Linked DNA regions of Sus scrofa: region 1 is linked to region 2. The links are chromatin contacts, called in public Hi-C maps. All regions are on one chromosome and are shown on one strand. The core of a region is the stretch at or near the end of the contact, and the rest is flanking DNA. Distances in the headings are between cores, read along the strand shown. Region 1 has its middle 90 kb from the start of KLF10. Region 2 holds the start of KLF10 (Kruppel like factor 10).

Evidence for each region. Hi-C and Micro-C count contacts between places; a contact is called where the count stands out from the background.
Region 1: a Hi-C map of brain shows a contact between it and region 2, with 5 times the contacts expected there. A contact is called at or near these places in 16 of 47 Hi-C or Micro-C datasets (alveolar macrophages, blood, brain and 10 more) and 2 of 2 datasets of targeted methods (alveolar macrophages and skeletal muscle).

What each region holds. Positions count from the first base shown.
Region 1 is chr4:34,337,269-34,342,516 of Sscrofa11.1, forward strand. No RefSeq gene overlaps it. Among named protein-coding and RNA genes, the nearest start is that of KLF10, 90 kb to the right of the region's middle.
Region 2 is chr4:34,427,354-34,432,631 of Sscrofa11.1, forward strand. KLF10 (Kruppel like factor 10) reads left to right here and starts at 2,779. Exons shown (of 4, transcript NM_001134344.2): 1 at 2,779-2,938. The coding sequence starts at 2,903.

The sequences.
Region 1 (5,248 bases), core at 1,008-3,507, 91 kb before region 2:
AGCTGTGTGTGCACAAGGCTGCTTTTGTTTTACAGACATGATAAAATCAGATCATTTTATATGCTTTTCTTTAAAAGAAGGCCTCCTTGGGAGTTGCCGTCGTGGCGCAGCAGAAATGAATCTGACTAGGAACCATGAAGTTTCGGGTTCAATCCCTGGCCTCGCTCAGTGGGTTAAGGATCCGGTGTTGCTATGAGCTGTGGTGTAGGTCGCAGATAAGGCTCGGATCCCGCGTTGCTGTGGCTGTGGTGTAGGCCGGCAGCTGTAGCTCCAATTTGACCCCTAGCCCAGGAAACTCCATATGCTGCAGGTGTGGCAATAAAAAGCAAAAAAAAAAAAAAAAAAAAAAAAAAAAAATCCTCTTAAATTGTATAAGAATGATGTCCCACAAAAGCTGAATCTGCCTTTGCATGAGGTGATATGTGAAGTGCTCAGCACAGGTCCTGGTATAAAGCAATTATTTAATAAGGTGTAACATGTGGCCGAGGCTGTGGTGTCGGCTGGCAGCTGCAGCTCCCATTCGACCCAAGCCTGGGAACCTCCCTATGCCAAGGGCATGGCCCTAAAAATGCAAAACAAAACAAACAAAAGAGTAACATGCAAAAAGACCTTCATGGGGGATGTGTCATTTGAGCTGTGTCTTTATGGACAAGTAGAGGTTCAGTAGGTTCCAGATACTAAGAACACAAGCAGGAGGTTCTGTTGTGGCTCAGTGGGTTAAGAACCCAACAGAGTATCCATGAGGATGTGGGTTTGATCCCGAGCCTTGCTCAATGAGTTAAGGATCCAGCGTGGCTGTGGCTGTGGCTGTGGTGTAGGACGGCAGCTAGAGGTCTGATTTGACCCCTAGCCTGGGAACTTCTTAGGCCGTGGGTGCGGCCCTGAAAAGAATAAAAGCAAAGAACGTGAGCGTCCCTAGATTTTGTAGGTATGTCTCCACGGGTCTCATTAGAGACTGCAGGGGATGCTCCTGATAGGGTAACAGGAACAACCATCTTCTGTGCACGTGGGATGTCCTGCTGTGGTATAAAAACAAATCTATTTGGTCTTTGTCCCTGGTTCCTGGCACAGAATTCCTAAAGCCCTCGTGGTTTCCCAAGCGAGAGGGGCGAGAGCAGTTCCTTACACAGAGATTCCTAAATCCCTTGGAGGTGCCTGGGCGCTAAGGGTGCCTTTGTTCTAACGTGACCACCCACAGGTCCTGGATAGGGCATGCTCACCTGAAAGATCAAGCATGAGTCAAAGCTTGGAACTTTTGGCCCCCGTACCTGTTATCTGGGAAGAGGGCAGAGGCTGGACATTGGGTTAACTGACCATGTCTGTGTGATAAAGTCTCCGAAACAAATCCCTAAAGCATGGGGTTTGGAGAGCTTCTGGGCTGGTGAAACACACGGAGGTGCCCTTCCTCTGTACCTGGCCCTCTGCTATGCTCAGACCTCTGCACCCGACTGTCCATCTGTATCCTGCATCACGTAATAACTGGGAAATGTCGATGTGTTTCCCTGAGCGCTGTGAGCCAGTAGGAGCAAGTTATCAAACCTGAGGGGGGTAGTGGAAGCCCCCACTTCACAGGCAGTTGGTCAGAAGTACAGGTGACAACGTGGGACCTGGAACTGGCATCCGAAGTGGGGGGCCAACCTTGTGGGCCTAAGGCCTCCACCTGTGGGGTCTGCACTAGTGCCTCGCACTTAGTGTCAGAATTGTGGACCCCCCAGGTGACAGCCTGACGGTTGGAGGACTGCCAGGTCGTTGGAAAATCCCCACACATTTGGTGTCAGAAGTGCTCTGTGACAGAAGAAATAGTCTGAGTAGAAGAAACATTGTTTTCTTCCTTTAAGCTGCTCTAAAAGCTGTGCCTGTGTTAATTTATTCATCTTCACAATAAAACACAAGGCAGAGAGACGCCCAGAGGTGCAGAGAGATTTGAGGATCTGCTCAGGTTCTCACAGCTGTTCAAGGGCACAGCTGGGACTCCAGCCCAGCAGCCTGGCTTCCCAGCACGAGCCCTCAGCCTCCACTGGGTCTGCCTCTTGTGTGCGACTCTTGGAAATTTCCTTTGCCGACAGCAGATCCTGGTTTTTCTCTGCACACCAGGATCAACTGTTCCCCTGTGGCCGCCACTTCCCCACGGCCCTAATTCATTCTCAACCCGCCTGCCAGAGGTGGGGAGGTTGGGGCTCCCCCACCCGTGTCCCCAGCAGCCCGCCTGGCGGATGGCAGGAAAGGAGGCAGACGTTGGCCACCACCCCCAGCCGGCAGCGCCTGCCACAGCCTGGGCTCACCGAGGGCGGGGGCGAGGCAATTACCCGGAAAACGCAGGCAAAACTCCCACGGAGCCGCAGGGAGTTCTTTTTTTTTTTTTTTTTTTCCTTAAAAAAAAAAAGCTCTGATGCGACAGTGTGGTGGCAGGAATCTTATCCAGCCTCATTTCCCAGCTCCCATAACAACCCCACCCCTGAGAACCTGCTGTTGGGCAGCTTGGGGCACAGTCTGCACCATGTAAAAATGAGAGTGAACCCCCCAGGGGCAGGTGTAATGCCGTGTGTGCAAAATGAAAGCAGCTGTCCCCCTGCGGTGTTTCTCCCTTCCCCTCTTAAATCTGCAAGACACCGGATTTCAGCCCTGCCAGAAAAACACCCGGGGTCACTGTCCAATCCCTGGACCCTACCAAGGTGATCATTGACTGAATAAGTCACCGTTGCCTTGCACACACTTTTGCATTTTACAAGATGCCACATTTTGGGACAAACACGGTTTCCCTTGTGTCTTAAACCCTCACCCTGCAGAGACCCAGCTGACCACAGAGTAGGGCGCAAAAAGAAACCAGGTGGAAATAACCAGAACTCCTTGTGCGCGGACAGCACCATACAACCTACAGCGTGTCATTATCCCATTAATCCATTTTGCAGACGAGACTCTGGGGGGTGAGGGGTGCATGTATGCTGAGAGAGCCATGACTTCTCAAGGTCACTGGGCTGATAAATGGCAGAGCTAAGACTGAAACTCAGAACTTCTTGTTTCCAGATCTGACTCCCTTCACGGAGTAATGCATGTGGAGACAGACCTAGTCCTGACCCTGTCAGCCCCTGGGGCGGGGTGGGGGGGAGGGGAGCAGAGCCTTGTGACATAGTTGTTAATTGCTAGGTTTGAGGGAGTTCCCTTTGTGGCTCAGCAGGTTATGAACCTGACTAGTATCCATGAGGATGAGGGTTTGATCCCTGGCCTCACTCAGTGGGTTAAGGATCTGGTGTTGCCAAGAGTGGCGGTGGAGGTTGAAGATGCAGCTGGAATCTGGAATTGCTGCAGCTGCAGCTGGAGTTTGACCCCTAGCCTGGGAACTTCCATAGGCTGCAGGTGCAGCCCTAAAAAAGCAAAAAACAAAAACCAACCAAACCAAAAAACAATTGCTAGGTCTGATGTGGTAATTTACTGTGGATTGGGGTTATTGCCTAGTACATTTTTAGACTGAAACTCTGGGTTACATGAGACCCAAAAGGCCTCTCGTGGAAAGACTGGAGACCCAGAAGGTGATGCCACACCCTACTAAGGCCCCCACCCAACAGCAATCCCAAATATGGTATTTCCAGACTGCATCTGGCCAGCACTTATGTTATGTTTGGCCGCAGAGTGTCTTTTAAAATGTGAATGTGGGGCTAACATTTAAAATTAGGAGAATTCACATAAGAACGGGTGTTTCTGGAAGTTCCCATTGTGGCTCAGTGGATTAAGAACCTGACTAGTATACATGAGGACTTGGGTTCAACCTCTGGCCTTGCTTGGTGGGTTAAGGATCTGGCATTAGGGAGTTCCCGTTGTGGCACAGCGGAAACGAACCCGACTAGGAACCATGAGGTCGCAAATTCGATCCCTGGGCTCGCTCAGTGGATTAAGCATCTGGCGTTGCTGTGAGCTGTGGTGTAGGTCTCAGATGTGGGTCAGATCCCGCGTTGCTGTGGCTGTGGTGTAGGCCAGCAGTTGCAGCTCCAATTTGATTCCTAGCCTGGGAACCTCCACATGTCATGTGTATGGGCTTAAAAAGACAAAAAAGAAAAAAAGGAAAAAAAAAAAAAAGAATTGGTGTTTCTGGCATCTCTTAGAATGTGAAGATTAGGAGTTCCTATTGTGGCTCAGCAGGTAATGAACCCAACCGGTATCCATGAGGACAAGTGTTCGATCAGGACTTGCTCAGTAGGTTAAGGATCCAGCGTTGCCATGAGCTGTAGTGTAGGTCATAGATGTGGCTCAGATCATGTGTTGCTGTGACTGTGGCATAGGCCAGCAGCTACAGCTCTGATTGACCCCTAACCTGGGAACTTCCATATGCTGCAGGTGCAGCCTTAAAAAAAAAATTCCCTTAATGGAATTTCCGTCATGGCTCAGTGGTTAACAAATCTGACTAGGAACCATGAGGTTGTGGGTTTGATCCCTGGCCTCGCTCAGTGGGTTAAGGATCCAGCATTGCTGTGAGCTGTGGTGTAGGTCGCAGATGTGGCTCTGATTCCGTGTTGCTGTGGCTCTGGCATAGGCTGGCAGCTACAGCTCCTATTAGACCCTTAGCCTGGGAACCTCCATATGCTGTAGATACGGTCCTAGAAAAGGCAAAAAGACAAAAAAAAAAAAAAAAATTACCTTAAAAATGTAAAGATTAGGCAGTATTAGGCTTGCTGTCCCATGAGCCAGGCAGTGCCACTGCCCCTAGAAGAGGGATGAGTTCTCTCAGGGCACTCCTGCTGCTCACCTCTGTGATGCCACCGGTCTGCACTCTGTAGGCACTAGGGATTATGACTCTTGCTATGGAACCGAAGCTCTTCACAGTTTGAAAGTCATGGATACAATTCAGGGGATCCAAGGACTTGGATAGGTAAAAACTACATCTTCATTTTCACTAACCCCTACTTATCATTGAGTTTTCCTTCCATTATGACTATAGGCAGAGACCACAGTAGTGATAGGATCTGTGACTTTATCACCAGAAGAAGTCACAGACAGTTTCATATCACATTAGAGTTTCATAGAGCTCTCCCAAAGTCATTTATGCTCACACCTCTCCAAAACCATAGTGTATTGCTTGCTAGATCTTATTCTTTAATGCATTCATTAAATGAGCACATATGATATTAGAGGCTTGGTTTTAAATATATATTTTGATAACTGTGTTTTAATATAATTGGTTTCATTTTTTTTTTAATGCATTTATTCTGAGGAAAGGTCCATAGGCTTCACCACCTTGCCAAAGGGGTCCAAAACA
Region 2 (5,278 bases), core at 1,529-4,028:
TTTGTCTTCCCATCCAAGCCTTTTGAGAGCAGGGACCTGGCCTGTCTTATTCATTGCTATTGTCCCAGTACCCACAACACATGTACTCAACAAATATTGTTGAATGGAGCAGATAAAGGAACATCACAGTATTTACTGAATAAGGATGTGGCCATGGGCAAGGGTGTGTCTGGGTGGAAGATGACCATTGGGAGGGTGGGGAGGGTTGGGGGCAGAATGGAATGGGCTTTTCTTCCCTAGGCAGCAGGAGCAAAGGATAATTTTTAAGTAGGGAGTGTCATGATTGCATCAGGACTTTCAAAAAGCCCACTCTGGTTTTAGTGTAGAGAGTTTGGCACTGGGGGTGCCAGTGGGGCTGGGACTGGGGCTTGGGTGAGGAGAGCACAGATTGTTTAAAGAGTTGATGCCAGACTGGCCTAGAGTGACATTTGAGTGACAAATGGAAAGTAAGGGAAGAGAGGTATTCCTGAGGCAAGACTGCTGGCATCTGGGGACCTACTGGATTCAGGGCTTTGGGGGAGAGGTGAAGGCTGGAGATGAGAGCCGCATATGGGAAGAAGTAAAAACAAGGATTTTAGTTTTGGTTACTTTGAGTCTGAGGTGCGTGAGGAACATCTTTCTCTGAATCTCTAGGAATTGTGCCACCGCCACACTGTTTCTCCTACCCCTTCTTTTCTTTCCTGTTTTGAATCACTCCCACAAGCCATAAATGCTCCCTGCTTCTCAGCACGCTGGGGCACTATGCCAGCAGGCCCCACATTCCTGAGGAAGGGACCAAGTTCAGACCTGGAGGCCTGGCTGTGGCCACCGGAGGGGGGTGGCTCCCTGACAGGAAGGAAGGCTGGGCTGCCGGCTGGGCACAGGCAGGAGCTTCCTCTGCTGCAGCAGGTGCCCAGGGCCAGCTGCTCCAGTACCCTTAGGTTCAGATCAACAGGATGGGACAGCCCAGGCGGAAGGAAGCCAGCAGGGAGGAACACCCCTGCAGACAGAAGCTGGGGCATGGGATAGAGGGGAGACAGGAAGAGCTGCCTGGGCTGCTGAGCTGGCGCTCGTCCAGCAGATTCAGGCGAGGCTGTGACAGGAGGCCATTCAGTCCTCTTCCCCTCTCGCAGTGGGCGGCTCTGGCCTTGGTTGATTGCTACTACTGTTGTTGGCTAGCCTGGGCCTTAGATATACAAGAAGAGATATTCCAGAAGGAACCATTAAAAGATGTTCATAGATGTGGCTGTTTTTAAAATAATTCATTCCCTTTTCTATACTCATTTTGTGATTATTGGGAAAGAGGACACTTAAACTAGCCGTTCAGTTACACACAGAGGCGAGACACCTGGAGGAAGGCGCAGTGATTTGTGACCTGTGTTCAGACCTCGGAAAGAGAAAATCTCCTTTGCTTTAAGCCGAGTTATCATTGCCCTCTCCAACAACAGCTGCCATGAACAGACACCAAAAGGCCAAAAGGGGGCAAATAGCCAAAGCAGAACCGTAGTCTCGCATTCTGGAAACCCCAGACCGCCTCAGATCAGCCAGTGGGTCAGGGCGGGGGGGTTGGGGGGGGTGGGGCCGGTGCTTTCGCCGGCCGGGGACGGGGGTGGGGTTGGGGTGGGGTGGGGGTGGGGATTGTGTCTTTGATTTGATGGGCATTTCCACTGCAACCCACCCGCAGGCGTGCCCTGCCTGGCGCCAGGCGACCCTAGAAGACCCCGCCCCACCGCATCCCCACCCCATCCCCAGCAGCAGTTTCCTGGCAGAGCGTTTCCGGAGGCCTTGGCCTGGGGTGTGTGTGGGGGTAGGGTCTACCTTTGAAACAGCTGGTAGACTGCAATTTAAACTTTAGAGCGAGCTCAAAACTCGATTCTGCAAACGAGCGCCGGCGCCAGAGAAAGATAAGAACTCTAGTCTATGGCTCCCCATCACCCCCTTGGTCTAGTTCTCGGGGCTTCCTGCCGTCCCCACAGCATTCTCTCCACCGCCCAGGAGGAAGGATGGGCGGGGCGGACGGGGGCGGGCAATGCCGCAGGCAGCGCAGATGGAGAGGGCGAGCCCGCGCCGCCGGCCCTGGCGTGGGCGGGGGGCGCAGGAGCAGGTGTCCGCATAGTGACAGGATTCCCTTCCCTCTCCTACCCTCCCTTGGTGCTATCCAGGGCTCTGCGAGTCAGAACCCTGCAAATGCTCCAAAAATGCAGCTCAGTCGGTCACCGGGCTCTGTTTTCTCGCCAGACGCGCAAGGGGACGGCGCTTCCAAATGCAAATCTCTTGGCTCGGGACCCTTGGCTTGCAGCCACTGCCTCCCCCGCCTGGCTACCCGGCGTCCCGCCTACCCCGCGGAGAGCCGAGATGGGGCCTCGTGCGGCGGGGACAGGGCGGAGCGGGCATCCTTCCCCACCTCCCACGTGGGGCCGGCCCTCCGCAGTCCCTGGGCGCGCCGCCGCTGCCGCGCCTCCGGGCTAGGCCCCCGTTCTCAGCGCCGCCCCCCACCCAGGCCAGGGAGGGGGAACTACAGGCGGGGGCGTGGATGAGGGGTGGGGGCGGTGTCACTGAGTCAGGTGGCGGCGGGAGTTCCCTCGGGCTGGGCCGAGGGAACACGCTGCCGGGGATTGTGTACACGCTCCACTGACACAAGCTTCACGCTGCCGGGCAGCCGCTGATCACGCGTGGCTCCGCTAGCCCATTGGCCGGCGCCTCACACACCTTTGTCGCTGATTGGCCGATAGCAGGCTCCGCCCCCACCCCCTCCCGCGGCGCGGGGCAGGCGGAGCAGCTACCTGAATGGGGAGGGGGCAGACGGCGCGGAGCGCGGCGGCGGCGGGAGTGGCGTCGAGTGTCTCTGGGCGCCCGTCTGTGGCCAGGCAGCCAACCAGCCTAGCAGCCAGTCAGCTCGCCGCGGGCGGCCAGGCAGCCAACCATGCTCAACTTCGGCGCTTCTCTCCAGCAAGCTGCGGTAAGTCACCTGGGGATGCCCCTGTCCTTCCTGGCCTATGCTGCGTCTGAGGGGCCCCCGGGGGGCGCGAAGCCTGAGCCCCGTGACATCAGCCACGCCGGAGGACGGGGGCTGCAGTGGAGTCGTAGGAGAGGAAGGGGCTTTCTGTGTGCAGACCGGTCTTTAGTGACGGCGTGCGTAGTGAAGAGGGTCAGGAGAAGCAGGCTGGGGTCTAGAGACGAAGGGAGAGGGGGTTCTTGCTCTAGGTGTAATGAGGGAAAGGGTCAGCTCTGCCGGGAGACCTGAAGCAGGTGAGGGGGAGGATGACTGGAGGGGTGGCAAGAGTGGGGTGGGGGCTGCTACCCTTTCAGCGAGGATAGGAGGTGTGGAAGGAGGAGGGGGGTGAGGGGGCCACCCTGCACCTGGTGCTGTAGAGAGCTGCCTCTGTCTAGATCAGGAATGCAACCCAGGGTGGGAGAGTAGTGCTTGCGAGGATTTGCGGGGCAAGGTGTCCGCAGGAGAGGAAAGGGGGCTCCCCATTTAGGCGGTCTGAACGGAGGCTTGCGGGACGGGGGCTGCTCAGCAGATAGCCGACCACTGGGGGAGGGGCGACTGGCAGGAGCGTGGGGGATGGCACGCGGCCCCGGGACCCCTGAGGGGGGCCGCGGAGTTGCCCCCCCCCCGACGTCTGGAGGGACTTCCCATTCCCGGGGCAGGCAGGTGGCCACACTCTGAGCACCTCTCGGAGGGGGCAGAGAGCCGCCTCGGCGATGTGAGGGTGGGAAGCGGGACCCAGCAGCAGGGCGGAGAAGGTGGGCGGGGGGAGCCGGGCCGCGAGACGCGGGGGCAGCGTGTTAAGGCGGGAGCCGCAGGCCGTGGGGCCGCGCGTCTGGAGCCGGGGCCTGTTGGGGCTGCACGTCTGGGAACTCGTGGAGATGCGCAACGGGCTGGGGCCGGAGCTGCAGGAAACCTCGGGGAGGGGGCGCCGCATCTTCGGGGAGAGTCAGGGTGGTCCGAAATCCCGCGGGCGGCGTGGGCGGGAAGCGCAGAGGGCTCGGCTAGGTCCCCGGGGGCTGCGGCCGGAGGAGGGCGGGGGCCGGGTTTCCGCGGGGACCCGGCTCCTCCCCCGGCAGCTGAGGCGGAGGCTGGGGGTGGGCCGGGAGCGGGTGCGCTCGGGGAGCTTCTCGTCCCCGAGTGACCCAGCTCCGGCCTCCGCCAGGGGCGGGAGCAAAGCCCGGCCCCGCTGTCGGTTCCTAAGGGAACGGCGGCTCGCTGGGAGTTGGAAGGGGCGGGCGCTCCCCGGCCCAGGGCCCCGCCCCTCCCCGCGGGCTGGGGCGCGCACTGCCGGGCGGTTGGCGGCGGCGCCCGCGGCCCCTCCCCCGGCCCGGCGCGAGGGCGGGGGCCCGCGGGCTCAGGAAGTAGGTGAAAGGTGACGGCGCGGCAATTCCCAGTTCACGTTTCCTGCGCCGCCCGGAGCAGCCGCTGATCACGCTTTGTTCACATGCCTCGCCCCCTCCTCCTCCTCCTCCGCGCCCCGCCCTCCGAGGCCCAGCCAATCCCAGCCCGGGCCGCCCGGCCAGCTGGCCAATGGCGGAGGCAGGGAAGCGGGGACGTGCGAGCGGCGAGGAATGTTCCCAGTGACTCACCCGCGAGCCTCATTGAGGTTAGGGCGGCCCCATCTGTCTGTCCCCGCCAGCGAGGATCTCCCCCGCCGTCCGCCCCCGCCCCTCGTCTGCCTCCCCCGCCCGCGCCTCCGCCCGCGCTTCCCTTTCCTGCCTAGCGCCCCACTCCCAGTCCTCCTCCCCTCCCGGCTTCTTTTCCGGCCCTTCCCACCTCGTACTCTGCTTCCCGGCTGCCTGCCTTTTCTCTTTTTTGCTTTGCTTTGGCGTCTTGAGGCTTTTACACAAACATGCGCTGTCCGCTGCAGCTTACATAAAGGGCGCGGGATTATGCAATTGCATAGTTAGCGATATTTCAAGAGAAATGGTCGTTTTCTTAGGGTTTCAACATGAAGGGTTTATGCATTTTTTTAAACAAGCGTTAAGAATAATACCTTGCAACATAAAGAATGCTCTTTTTTTTTTTTTTTTACACAACCTCTACTTTGACGAAAGAATGAGACCACAAAAAAAAAGAATAAGATGGAGGGTAGTACCTTTTTTTTTTGGTGCAGTTTAATATGAAGCATTAAATACCCGATAGAAGGAGCATTAACATCAAGCATTAAATACCCGATAGGAGTTGATAAATATAAAGCATGCGCTGTTATTTATCATCAATTTTGGCCTCTCCTCCCCGTTAGGAAAAAATATCTGAAAAGATCTCATGCCATAACCTGTATTTTTTTTAATGAGTTTTGCA